Linked DNA regions of Gossypium hirsutum: region 1 is linked to region 2. The links are chromatin contacts, called in public Hi-C maps. All regions are on one chromosome and are shown on one strand. Each heading gives the region's core, a stretch centred on a gene start, on an enhancer-like site or on the middle of the called end of the contact. The rest is flanking DNA. Distances are from core to core; before and after follow the strand shown. Region 1 holds the start of LOC107922304 (probable LRR receptor-like serine/threonine-protein kinase At2g16250). Region 2 has its middle 33 kb from the start of LOC107921687.

Region 1 (5,830 bases), core at 1,218-3,717, 41 kb before region 2:
AGGAGCAACTGCTCATATGTAAATGGATCTCCAGCACCAGCTATTGTAGGATCTTTCGGAAGTTGAGGACTATCCCCTTCAGGAACAGGCCCAACATCTGCATTCCTTCTTTGATTTCCAATGCCCTTATTGTGCCTCAAGACGAGCACTAGAATCAGAACCAATAGTACAATGAAGCCAAGTCCTCCAACTACTCCAGCCAAAATAAATATCAACCGTTTCCTGCTCTCCGAACTAGATTCTGCAGGAGGTGGCTGCATTGTGTCGGGTGCTCCAAAATTATCAAAACTTAGCCCTCTATCAGTGTAAAAAAGTCTACAATCCTCCAAAGTCCTCTGTTTCAAAGCCTGAAGGCAATTCCTGTCAATAATAGCGTATCTTTTCGTGTTGTTTACTACTACCTTGCCTTCAAAATAGTTGCCAGAGAGATCAATGAATCTGAACATCCCGAGTGAAAAATTCAAAGTTCCATAAAAGAAATTGTTCGACAGATTGAACATGGCAGCTGTAGTAGCACTAATATTAGATCTAAGACCCGGAAATGGACCAGTAAAGTTGTTGCTTGATACATCAAGGGACTGTAATTTAGGCATTGACCAAATTGTAGCATTAAGAGCACCATCAAGCTTATTCCTACTCAAATCCACAACTTGCAACTCAACAAGACTTGAAAACAAATCGACTGGCAGACGTCCTTCTAGCTCATTATCCTCCATTATCATCATTTTTAAACTCCTTAACATCTTTAATTCCTCCGGCAACGAACTGTACAAAGAATTCCTACTAAGATCAAGCTTAACCAGCCTTGAAAGATTGCCAAACTGAATAGGAATTGAACCAGAAAGATTATTATCTGAAACATTGAACACTTGAAGACCTCGTAAAGTGCCTAAACTAGGTGGAATTGACTCAGATAAGTAATTTGAAGCAAGTTCAAGCCTTTCCATGTTTCCAAAAGACCCAAAACTTGAGGGAATCGAACCGGTAAGCGAATTAACCGAAAGATCAAGAAATTTTAAGTTCCTTAATAGTCCCAATGTAGCAGGAATCAAACCAGCAAGATTGTTATCATGAAGATACAAAGAAGTGAGTCGACTCAAGTTACCGAGCGTACCAGGGATTGAACCGGAGATATTGCATGAGCGGAGATCAAGAACCTCGAGATTAGCCAACCGGTTTCCGAACGAATCCGGTATTGACCCGGGAAGCGGGAACCCAGAGGCATTGAAGGAAACTAACCGGGCCAAGTTAACCATAGAATCAACATTGAACTTGGGACTGAGTCGTCCAAGTCTGGTTCTTTTTAAACCGGAAACACTGATTTTGGAGACGGAGCCGTTCCGACATTCGATACCGAGCCACGACGAGCAGGGGTCGGACTTGATGGGCCAATCTTTGCCTCGGAGACCTAAAGATGCGCGGAGATCCAGCAATGCCCGCCGTTCGATTGGAGAACTTAACCGAGCTTTCTGAGCTACCACGCACTGGATCAAGAACAAGATTACAGCTAACAAGAATATTGATAACGCATTTCTTTGAGCTTCCATTGATAATGCGAAGCTGATGCTGATGAACTTCAATGGCGGCTAAGTGTCTAACTCATCTTCTTCCTAACAAAATAAAAATCTGTTAGTTTCGTATGTTTACCATTACCATTACTATCAGAGAGCTCTCTTTCTCTTACTAATCTGTGCATTTTATGTTCTTACTTGATTTACAGAAAGTAAAATTAAAGAAAAAAAGAGGGGGGGGTTATTAAGTAATAACTATTACTCAAAAATAGAGAGAGAAAAAATTAAAAAAAATTCTTATTCTTGGTAAATTCTTACCACCAATCACGAGCTTTGATTCTGCATTCGATGTTGTTTACCGCCGATCCCGAATTAATAATAATTTATACAAATAAAAGAAAAATCAAATAGAACTTGATGTATTAAATCCAAAAGAAATTCAAAGAAAAAATGAATGATGGCACGGGGTTTTAAGGGAAGGGAGGGTCAGGTGACATTAATGAGATGAAAGCAAAAAAATGAGGGAAGGGTTTGTTTGCCCAACCGCAGGGCTTTCTGCAAATACAGTTTTACTTTACTATCCACCGGAGCTATTTAGTGAACCTACCATTTCAACAAACTCAAAAGACTCTAAACCTTTCAATTTGATTATTACTACTCACTCAGAGCATCAATGGTGATATGGAGTTTTATGCTTCATTGACTTGGAATTCTTTTTTTCCACTCAAATTTTGTAAAAAATTAACTAAAATTGTTCAAATAAATTATTATACCTTAAAAAAAGAAAAGGTGGAATCTTGATCCTGAAAACCCACTCAGCCTATACCCAACAACAATATGGAATAATAAAATAAAAAAGGGTGAATCCTTTCGTTTTCACATCATAATCAATCAAAATACAAAGTGTTGTAAGTGGCAAATAGAGTGGGGATATATGGATCAAGTCTTAAAAGTCTTCTTCAGCGACATTTACCTGATGAAATTTGTGCTTTATTATTACTCTACCTTCATCAACTATTCTTATTTCTTTTTCCAATTATATGATATTTGAAGTTGGATAATTTTCACACTCGAGCCATTTAGATTTTAAGTTTTTTCTTTCACTTACCCATCCTATTTGAAGAGAGTTTCACTTATAATTGTCTCTTTATTTGTTTATTTTTTCACTTTTAATTACAAAAAATAAAAAATAAAATTAAATCAAATATATTTAACTTCTTTCATTAAAAAATTAAAATTAAATCCAATTAAAAGTAATCATTTTAAATTTATTAACCTTGATATAATTCATTAAATTAAATCAAGCGATCAAACTTTTGATTTTGAGCAAAACATTGATGAAATTTGTGTTTATAAACGTATTGTGGATGGAAAGCTAGTTTTTCTAATTCTGTATGTCGATGACATTCTACTCATTGGAATGTTGTAGATAAATTGTCATCGGATTGTGGTTAACCCAACAATTTAGTATGAAAGATTTAGGTGAATCTAACTATGTTCTAGGAATTTGAATACTTAGGGATAGAAAGAATAAAGTGATAGCTTTATCGCAAGGTTCATAAATAGACAAGCTATTGAAACGTTTTACAATGATCAATTCAAAAAAGGGATCATAACCTTTTGTTTTGAGATTTGATTTTTTCTTTAGAAGACTATCTCAAGGTAGCAAAAGAAAGAGAACATAAGAGAAAAGTTCCTTATGCTTTATGGCATTGGCAGTAGGAAATCTCATGTATGTTATGCTATTATACCCACGTCTAGATGTTTGTTATGTAGTAACAATGGTAAGTCAATATCAAGTGAATCCCGATCCAAAACACGCGCAAAAAATTAAGCATATACTCAAGTATTTATGGAGAACTAAGGATTACATGCTTGTATATTTCAGAGGGGATTTAACTCCTATCAGATATATAGACTCTGATTTTAAAACGTGTTGAGATTCGAGGAAATTGACATTGAATTGTGTCTTTATCCTTGGCGACGAGTCCATAGTGTGGAGAAGTGTCAAGCAAGGCTGTAACACCTAATACCCGACCCAATCATCAGGTCCAGGTACAAGATGAGACAATAACCCAATAACTCAACACTATTTAAAATTCTACATTCGTTTCATACTTGAACAACTTAAATTTCAAAACCAAACTATTAAGATCCGTACAAAACTGGCGATAATTTTTACAATTTCGATTCCCACATCCATTTATAAGTTTCAAATTAAGACTCAGTTACTAACACAATCACTTAAATCCTGAGGCGTGGCCTCCAAGGAAACCCCTCTCTATATATGAAATAGCTATCACTCCCACCTCTAACTCTGGTGGGGTTTGGCTTAGTCCCTCCTCTTTATTTTCAAGTCATTATCTATCCTATACCCAATCAATAATTTTATAAGTTCAGAAGAACTTAGTGAGATATGTACATAAAATTCATGGAAGATTGCTTAAATCTTAAGAAAATAAGACTCTATGTACAGAATTAAACTCCCTGAATTTTATAGGAGGATTCGCGAACTTAGTCGATAAGGCCAATGCCTCATTCTCTCTGAGTCGCTTATTGGCAGACGTAGTCTCTGGACTGGTCATAACCATGTTCTATCTAGAGATGTTCTCTCATGGGTCTTACCCTATTTTATTGTTGTTCAGACTTATGTTATACCACTTTCATGTTATGTCACATCCTTGGTACCTGTATTCATTATTTCTGACTGACGACAACGATTGGCGTCCACCTAGTATTTGCCATAATTACAGATCCTTACCTACATAAGATATCTTTCTAATATCTTCTTTTTCTTGGCGGACTAGTGCCCAAGATGTAACTCCATAGTACTTATTCTTTTAATCCCATCTTTCAAGGTACTCCAATGGATAGGTAGTTCCTGGCGTACCATTTCATACTCAGGTATTCATTGGTCGTTTTCACTCTTGGTAGACCTACAAGGTATCTCCATATTACATGGCCTTAATGGACTCCCTCTTCTCACTATTTTTTGGAGGACTCTCTACCATAGTAGTTCCCAGCGGACTTCTTTGTTATTAGTCTTAGTGGTCTTTTCTTTGCATTATGTAGTCCTAGCTAGGCATACTTTCCTGGAAATTTTTTGGCAGACTTTATTGGTCATTCAGCCTTGTGCGGGCATTTTCTCCTATAAGGTCTCTTGATGGACTTCTCACCCTTTCGATTATCTCTTTGCCAATTGCCGAATTAAGACCTTAACCTATAATAATCCCTTTCGTATCTGTTCAGCCAATGTGGGTTTCGTGATATTTCTGGCGGATTCTTACTGGTAGGTACTAGTACTATGTATGCTAATTTGTTTAAGGAATTTCTCCTTTTTTTTGCACAAACCGGTGTTGAGGCATTTCTTTCGCTTCACTCTCCATTTCACTTTGGCGAGTCCTCGTGTTATCCCGTTTGCTTGCGTTCCCCAAACGTGCCAAGACCATTCTGTCTCGCAACTTGACATAAGTCACACCGCGACTTCTTCTTTATTCTTTGGTTGGATTATTGGTTTACTGTCTTGCAATCCCCATATGTTGTCATAACAGATATATGGTCTTAAACATGTAATCCCCATGTTTAATGGCCTAAAGGAATCCATGTGTTGTCATAGCTGAGCTATGGTCTTACACATGTAATCCCTATTTTTAATGTCCTGGCGGACTCTATTAGTTGCCATAGCTGAGCTATGATCTCACACCTTAACCTCTTTCATGGTGTTGCCTCGAAGGATCGTATCGCTGTCACAGTGTTGCTCCATAGAGTCGATAGACCGTCGTCATGGTGTCACTCTAGTGAACCAATAGATAACATTTCACGATGCCATCCAAACTCTATTGAATCCCCATTTCAATCTGCCCATTCATCCATTACACCAATTTTTACTATCTTCATCTACCTCGACAAGGTAAGTACCTCCGCACTCTGTATATAAACTACTCATACATTTCATGCAAACAAGGTACTTGATACATAACACAAAGTATGCCATATATATTCAACACCACGTGATAATCGTTTGACGTTCAATTATCATACTTACAAATATTCACATACTTATACAAGGTTATGCATTCACAACATGCTCAATCACCATTTTTACACACAACAATAGATTTAGACAACCCAGAATAGTCACAACACAAATAATTCATCAACTCAATTTCCTTACCCACCTTAAGTAGAGTACAAAAACTCACTTTGTTTCCTTTATCCTCGTCAGCTTAGCTTGTCTAAACACTAGAGCCTCCTTTATCTTGGCAACTAAGCATGGCAATCATTTATCTGTTAAATCGAAGGTAATTAGCCTTAAACAT
Region 2 (6,185 bases), core at 3,163-5,662:
GCTTTATAACAGAAAGCTCATAAAAGCCATATTCAGAAAAGTCATACGAGCCAATATTGGGTAGCTCCAAAGAGCCATTAACAGGAAGCTCCGGATAGCTTAATATTGGGACATTCAAGCGAGCCTTATCGGGAAGCTCATAAAGAGCCAATTAACGGGAATCTCACAAAGAGCCATAATCGAGAAGCTTATAAGAGCTATGGTGTGTCCACAACACATGTAGGATCACAACCAATCAGGATGCTTCGAAGAGCTATTAGCGAGAAGCTCGCAAGAACTATATAACGGGAAGCTCGAGGGGGCTAATAACGGGACGCTCTTTTGAGCTATGGTGTGTCCGCAACATATGCAGGGCTACAACCAATACGGGAAACTTGTATCCATCGATTTTCCTTTGTTCAAACAAGACTTAACATTTATCAGGCATTATCGGATATTTAATCAATTTCACATGCATGAAAATTATACAATTCACATATATAACATTTAATTTAAACATATAAATGTACACAATTTAGTTACACGAACTTACCTCGACACTTGTTTGTATACGAGAATCTACTAATTCAATACTTTTTGTTTTTCTCGATCCAATTCTGTACTAGGTCTATCCAGATCTATACGAGTAAATTTAAATTAATTTAATACAGTTCATATTCAATTCAATCCAATTCATATTTTAGGTTAAAATACCATTTTGCCATTATATTTTTAATTAATTCCAATTTCATCCCTAGGCTCGAAAAATGAAATTAATGCCATTTAATCCTTATTTCAAGCCTGGCCAAAATTTTCATATAACAATATCAGTCCATGTATTTCACAAAAATTAGAAATTTTCCATGAATTTTACATCTTTTCAATTTAGTCCCTAAATCACAATTTCATGAAAATTTCCTTTACAAAAGTTGTTTATCTATCAACAACCTTTCATTTTCTACAATAAATTTCAAAATTTCAGCCTACTCATCTATGATAAAATTTTAATACATTGATAGCTTTGCAAATTAATCCCCAAAATAGATAAATTAGGTTATTATGATATCGAAAATATAAAAATTACTAAAACGGGACAAGAATGCTTACCCAATTAAGCTTGCTTGAATTGTTTTCTCTTAGCTAGGGTTTCCATGAAAATAATTTGGGGAAGATGATGAAATAATATGATATTTTATCTTTTAATTAATTATCATCTTTTATTATTTCCACTTTCCAATTTAGTCCTTTTCTTTTCTTAAATTTCCATGGATGAATCGTCATAATTATCTACTAACTTATCTTAATGGTCTATTTGCCTTATAAGGACCTCAAATTTTAAATTTCATAGCTATTTAATCCCTTTAGCTATTAGAATTCAACTTTTGCACTTTATGCAATTTGGTCCTTTCTAGCAATTAAACTTGAAATTGTTAAGATTTTCTTAACGAAATTTTCATACGTCATTCCTATCATAATGCAGACCATGCAATAATATTAATTTTTTTACTTGAATTTGTGGTCCCAAAATCACTGTTCCGATTTCCCTGAAAACGGGCTGTTACGACAACATCTCAAAAGAGGTCTAATGTGTATGACCATAGTTCAACTATGGCAATCAATATAGTCTACCAGGACAGTAAACACGAGGTAGTTCGTCGAGACAGTAAACACAAGATAGTCTGCTGGGATAGTAAACATGGGATAGTCCATCAAGACCCTAAAAATGAGATAGTCTGCAAGGATGATAATCGAGGGAAATCACACAAAAGAAGGAAAGATAGAATTGAAAGAAAAGTGCAATTGTTGATGAAACAATGGTTAGCCAGCATATTAGTGATGAATCCGTCGAACGCGGCAAAAGAAATAGAAAAAAAAGTCCGTCAAAAATAGTAATCCTAAAAGCTGGTAAGGCATATGGGTTGGAACCCAACAAGAATCGATCGTGGGAAATGATGCGCCAGTATTGCCTGGTGTTTAGGCAAACAAAAGAGGTTTTGTCCGATGATTTCATATAAGGATCCGCCATTAAGAAACGCCAAAGGGCGTTCAAAGAAACCCTATAGGCTGGAGATTTATCATAAGTATGCCAGTTAGTCTGTAAAAAAAAGGGTTAGTTAGAACCCATTGATAGAGAGAGAGTTGCAAAAAGAGATACACCGAGTGGTAGATATGTTTTTCAAGACTATTTCTCTTTAAGAGGGAAATTATTGAGGAAGTACTAGCCAAATGGCTAGTTCCGTAGGGAACCAACATATAAGAGAAATCATGAACTCAAATGACAATCTGATGGTACTGTAGGTCAAAGTGGTCTACAGCAGACGAGCATGTTACACTTGAAAGTAAGGTATCATAAATAAGGCGAGTTACAACCAATTAGGACTTAGCCCGCCAAAATGGTATGGGTCCTCATTAGATAACCTAACGGAATAATGTCAGCCAGTCTTCCAAGACTATGGTAAGAAAAGGGAGTCTGCCAAGGATTAATCAGCTATGGAATGTTCGCCAAGGAGGACATAACCAAAGGGGAGATTAGGAAGGTAGGCTAAAAGAATACCTTATAAGAAGATGGTGAAAGGAAGAATCCAACATTGGCATAAATGAATGAAAGAATGCAAGTATAGTAAGGACAAAGTCAGTGAATATGGTGTAACACCCAAGGGAACGTAGAAAATAGTCAAAAGGTTATAGGATTTAACAAAGGAAAATTGGTTAACAGTTTAACCACAAATAGATGAGCTCAGTAATTAGATTAAAGACCATTATTTCGAGTTAAGGCAAATTTTCCCCAAAATGAGTAGGGAGTTAAACATATTTAGGTTCTTTTCATTTACTACCCCCATAAGATAGGGTCTTTCGAGTTAAGAGACTCACTAAGTTCTTTTGAACTTATAGAATTTTGGCTTGTGCTTGTATGACTCGTGGGTAATTAATGAACTTGGGAAGGGACCAATCTAGGTCGTGTTGGATTCAAGATCAATTTTAATTTAGTGTCATGCACATAAGAAAAAGGGGGTATCTTTAAAGGCTTGCCTGGGGGTCAATTACATTGTACTTGAGTAGATCTCTTTAGAGCTCGGAAATTTTGAGATAGTAAATTTTCATTTAATTTAAGGTTTCTGGTGTAGGAACATTTATGTTAAGAAATAAAATCAATCTTTAAAATTGTTAAGTAAAAAATTTGTGTTATACAATTTAGTTCATTTGTGGCACCCCGTATCTAGATTCAGAGATCGGGTCGGGTGAGGGTGTTACATTATGATATCAGTTACTCATATACACTATATAAAACTTTGAAAACAGAGAACAAGACAAATCAATTTATTCCTTCATTTTTTTTCATTGTTTCTTCTTTACAAATGATTTGTTTCAATGGTTCATAGATGCATTCTTGACATTTTCCACCCTTGAACTAGTTTTTCCACCATGTAAACCATAGTGGTGGTGCTAGAGAGGGTTGGTTGTGGCCTTGCCCCTCCCCCCTCCCTCGTAAAGTGGTAGAATTGCTTTAGAGCTCCTTTAAAAATTGTAAGAATATAAATTAGTACAATGGTAACATTTCATTTTAGCCTCCTGAAACATTTAAAATTTACTTCCAGCCTCTCCAAGAAAATTTCTGGCGTCACCTCCGATAAACCATCATAAGTAACATTGAACTTGAAGAAAAACTCAAAAGGGTTAAAATATTATTTGGGGCTTGGACTTGGCAAAATTTTTCACATTGGGGCTTGAATTTTTTTTATTCAAGTTAGGCCTTGAATTTGGTAATTATTTCCACATTGAGGCTTGAACTTTTTTGTCCAAGTTAGTCCTTGACAGCCCTAAAGTTCAAGCCTCAATGTGAGAACAATTGGCAAATTCAATCCCTAATATGAAAACAATTATCAAGTTCATGGATTAACTTAGATAAAAAAGTTCAAACCTAATGTAGGAATAATTATAAAATTCAGAGCCTAACTTAGAAAAAATTTAAACCCATAAAAAAAGTTAACAAATTCAATCTCCAAATAATAATTTAATTCCAACTCAAAAATTATCAAAAAAAAGTTACTAACAACTTTAAAGAACACTTAGAAAAAAGAACTACCACCAACTGCAGGTAACTAAAACTGGAACCCAAAAAATGAACAGAACTTATCACGAGCAGTTGCACAAAGAAAAGACTCTGAAATCCCATACCTTCCCTTGAAAAAATTAAGTATAGTTATTAATAGAAGTTTATGTAAGCATGAAGGAAGCGTTGGTGATTAACCGATAAAGTTGTTCTTTTGGTTTTAATTTCATTGTTTATGGTCAAACGCACCTTTCATTATTCAACAATAACCCGACGAAAGTAATAGCGACGGCTTCTATAGGGACAGAAATGAAAAGCTAAAGAAATAGTGGTCGACGTGGCAATTTCCAACGCGGACTCCAAACGTGGTCCCCGACAGTCAACGCCTTTAATATAAATATTCACGCCACTTTATCGGCTCACGTGTAACATCATTTTTAACGGTCCAATCTAACACTTACTTTTTTAATCAACCATCTCTTTGGTTTTAGATCAGAAATATGCCAATACAAGGCATCGAGCTGAGATTTTTTTTTTTATTTTAAATTGTTTACATGCCAATAGAATTTGTATTTTTAATTAATTTCAAACAATTAATATAAATAAAAGTATTTAATAATTTTTACAATAAATAGTTTTGTTTATATTCAAAAGGTATATAAAAATTAAATTGATTTCTGTTTTATATTAATTTATTTAAAATTTATTTATTTTTATATTTAATTTTTTGAAATATTTTATACATTATTAATGTTACAAATAATTTAGATTAATTACTTAAAAGGTATTTAAAATTTATGTTTGATGTTAAATTATCTAAATATCATATAACCTAACAAATTATTTTTAATATCTAAAAAGGACATTCTAACCTTCAACTTCAATAGAAAATATTCTTTTACGACATTTTTGTAGCATACTTTTCAAAAACACTTTTTCTAAAAATGCTTTTCAACTACAATAACGATGGAGAGCTAGCTCTTCCAAACACAAGCCAAAAGCAAGTGAAAAAAGTATTTTTTAACTGCACTTTTGACTCCGAAAATTAAATTTTTTATTGTTTTTGTAGTGAAAAAATACTTTTGAGTTGAAGGTGTTTTTTTACCGCAACAAAGAACATACCTTTTTAAGGTGTTTTAAGTCAACCTATATATTTCATTGATTGGAGATATAAAAATAAAATAAAGGGTAAATTAATTTGTTTTTCACATTAATTTGTGTTTGTTTTTATTTTCATCACTCTATTTTTTTTTAATTTGGTTACTCTAAAAAAAGTTGTTTAAAGTGGTCACTCCATCATTAAATGGTAATGGAAAGATTAACGATACATTTTCACGTATTTTTTTAGGACAACCCAAATAAAAACAACCTCTATTTAAAGTGACTAACAGGTAATTTACCCTAATTTTAGGGTGATTAACATAGAAATGCATAGTCAGCATTCTATTACCATTAACGAAAGAGTTGTCAAATTGGTTGACCAAATTAATAGTAGAAAAATAAAGTGAATGAAATAAAAACGACCTTATTTAGCCCTAAAATAAATCATGTTACCTCATTATATGGTGTTAATTATTTTAAACATATCATGATTGAAAGAATCGAGGTAAATTTTAAGAATCTTTTTGTTAAAATATAATATAGGTCCTTGAATTCTTCACAAATTTAGAATTTAATTTTTGTATTTTTACTTTTAAGAAGTTAGTTTCTCTATTTTTTAGATTTCAACATTTAATTCCAATTTTAACACTTGTTAATTTTTTTCTTAAATTTATTAATGTGATATTATAAATAAAAAAAATACTTACTTAATAATAATGCAACTAACAATTAATGCAACTAAAAAATGACGTTGTAATAAAGTTGAATTTAACAAAATAATCTTAATAATATTAACAATTTGACTTAAATTTAAATTTTAAAAAATAAAAAAAAATTAAACTTTTAAAAATAAAAATATAAAAAATTAAATTTAAATTTAAATTTACCAAAAATATAAGCACTTGTGAAATATTTTAATTTTTTTCTTCTAAAGTATTATCATTATTTAACAAGAAATAGATAGAGAATAGTAAAACTAATGAATACTAAAGCGATGAAAATGACGTGTGACTATAAAATATATACTAACAACTTTGCTTAATCATCATTGCAT

What was found. Hi-C and Micro-C count contacts between places; a contact is called where the count stands out from the background.
Region 1: a Hi-C map of leaf shows a contact between it and region 2, with 1.6 times the contacts expected there. The contact joins the promoter of LOC107922304 here to the enhancer-like site in region 2. A contact is called at or near these places in 4 of 34 Hi-C or Micro-C datasets (callus, fibers and leaf).

What each region holds. Positions count from the first base shown.
Region 1 is chrD01:19,346,730-19,352,559 of Gossypium_hirsutum_v2.1, reverse strand. LOC107922304 (probable LRR receptor-like serine/threonine-protein kinase At2g16250) reads right to left here and starts at 2,467. Exons shown (of 5, transcript XM_041087259.1): 1 at 1,830-2,467; 2 at 1-1,606. The coding sequence starts at 1,547.
Region 2 is chrD01:19,307,353-19,313,537 of Gossypium_hirsutum_v2.1, reverse strand. No RefSeq gene overlaps it. Among protein-coding and RNA genes, the nearest start is that of LOC107921687, 33 kb to the left of the region's middle. Within about 2 kb of position 4,412, at least 3 of the 9 cell types and tissues checked have an H3K27ac peak or open chromatin away from gene starts, as enhancers often do. A contact at or near this core is called in leaf, where this site is marked.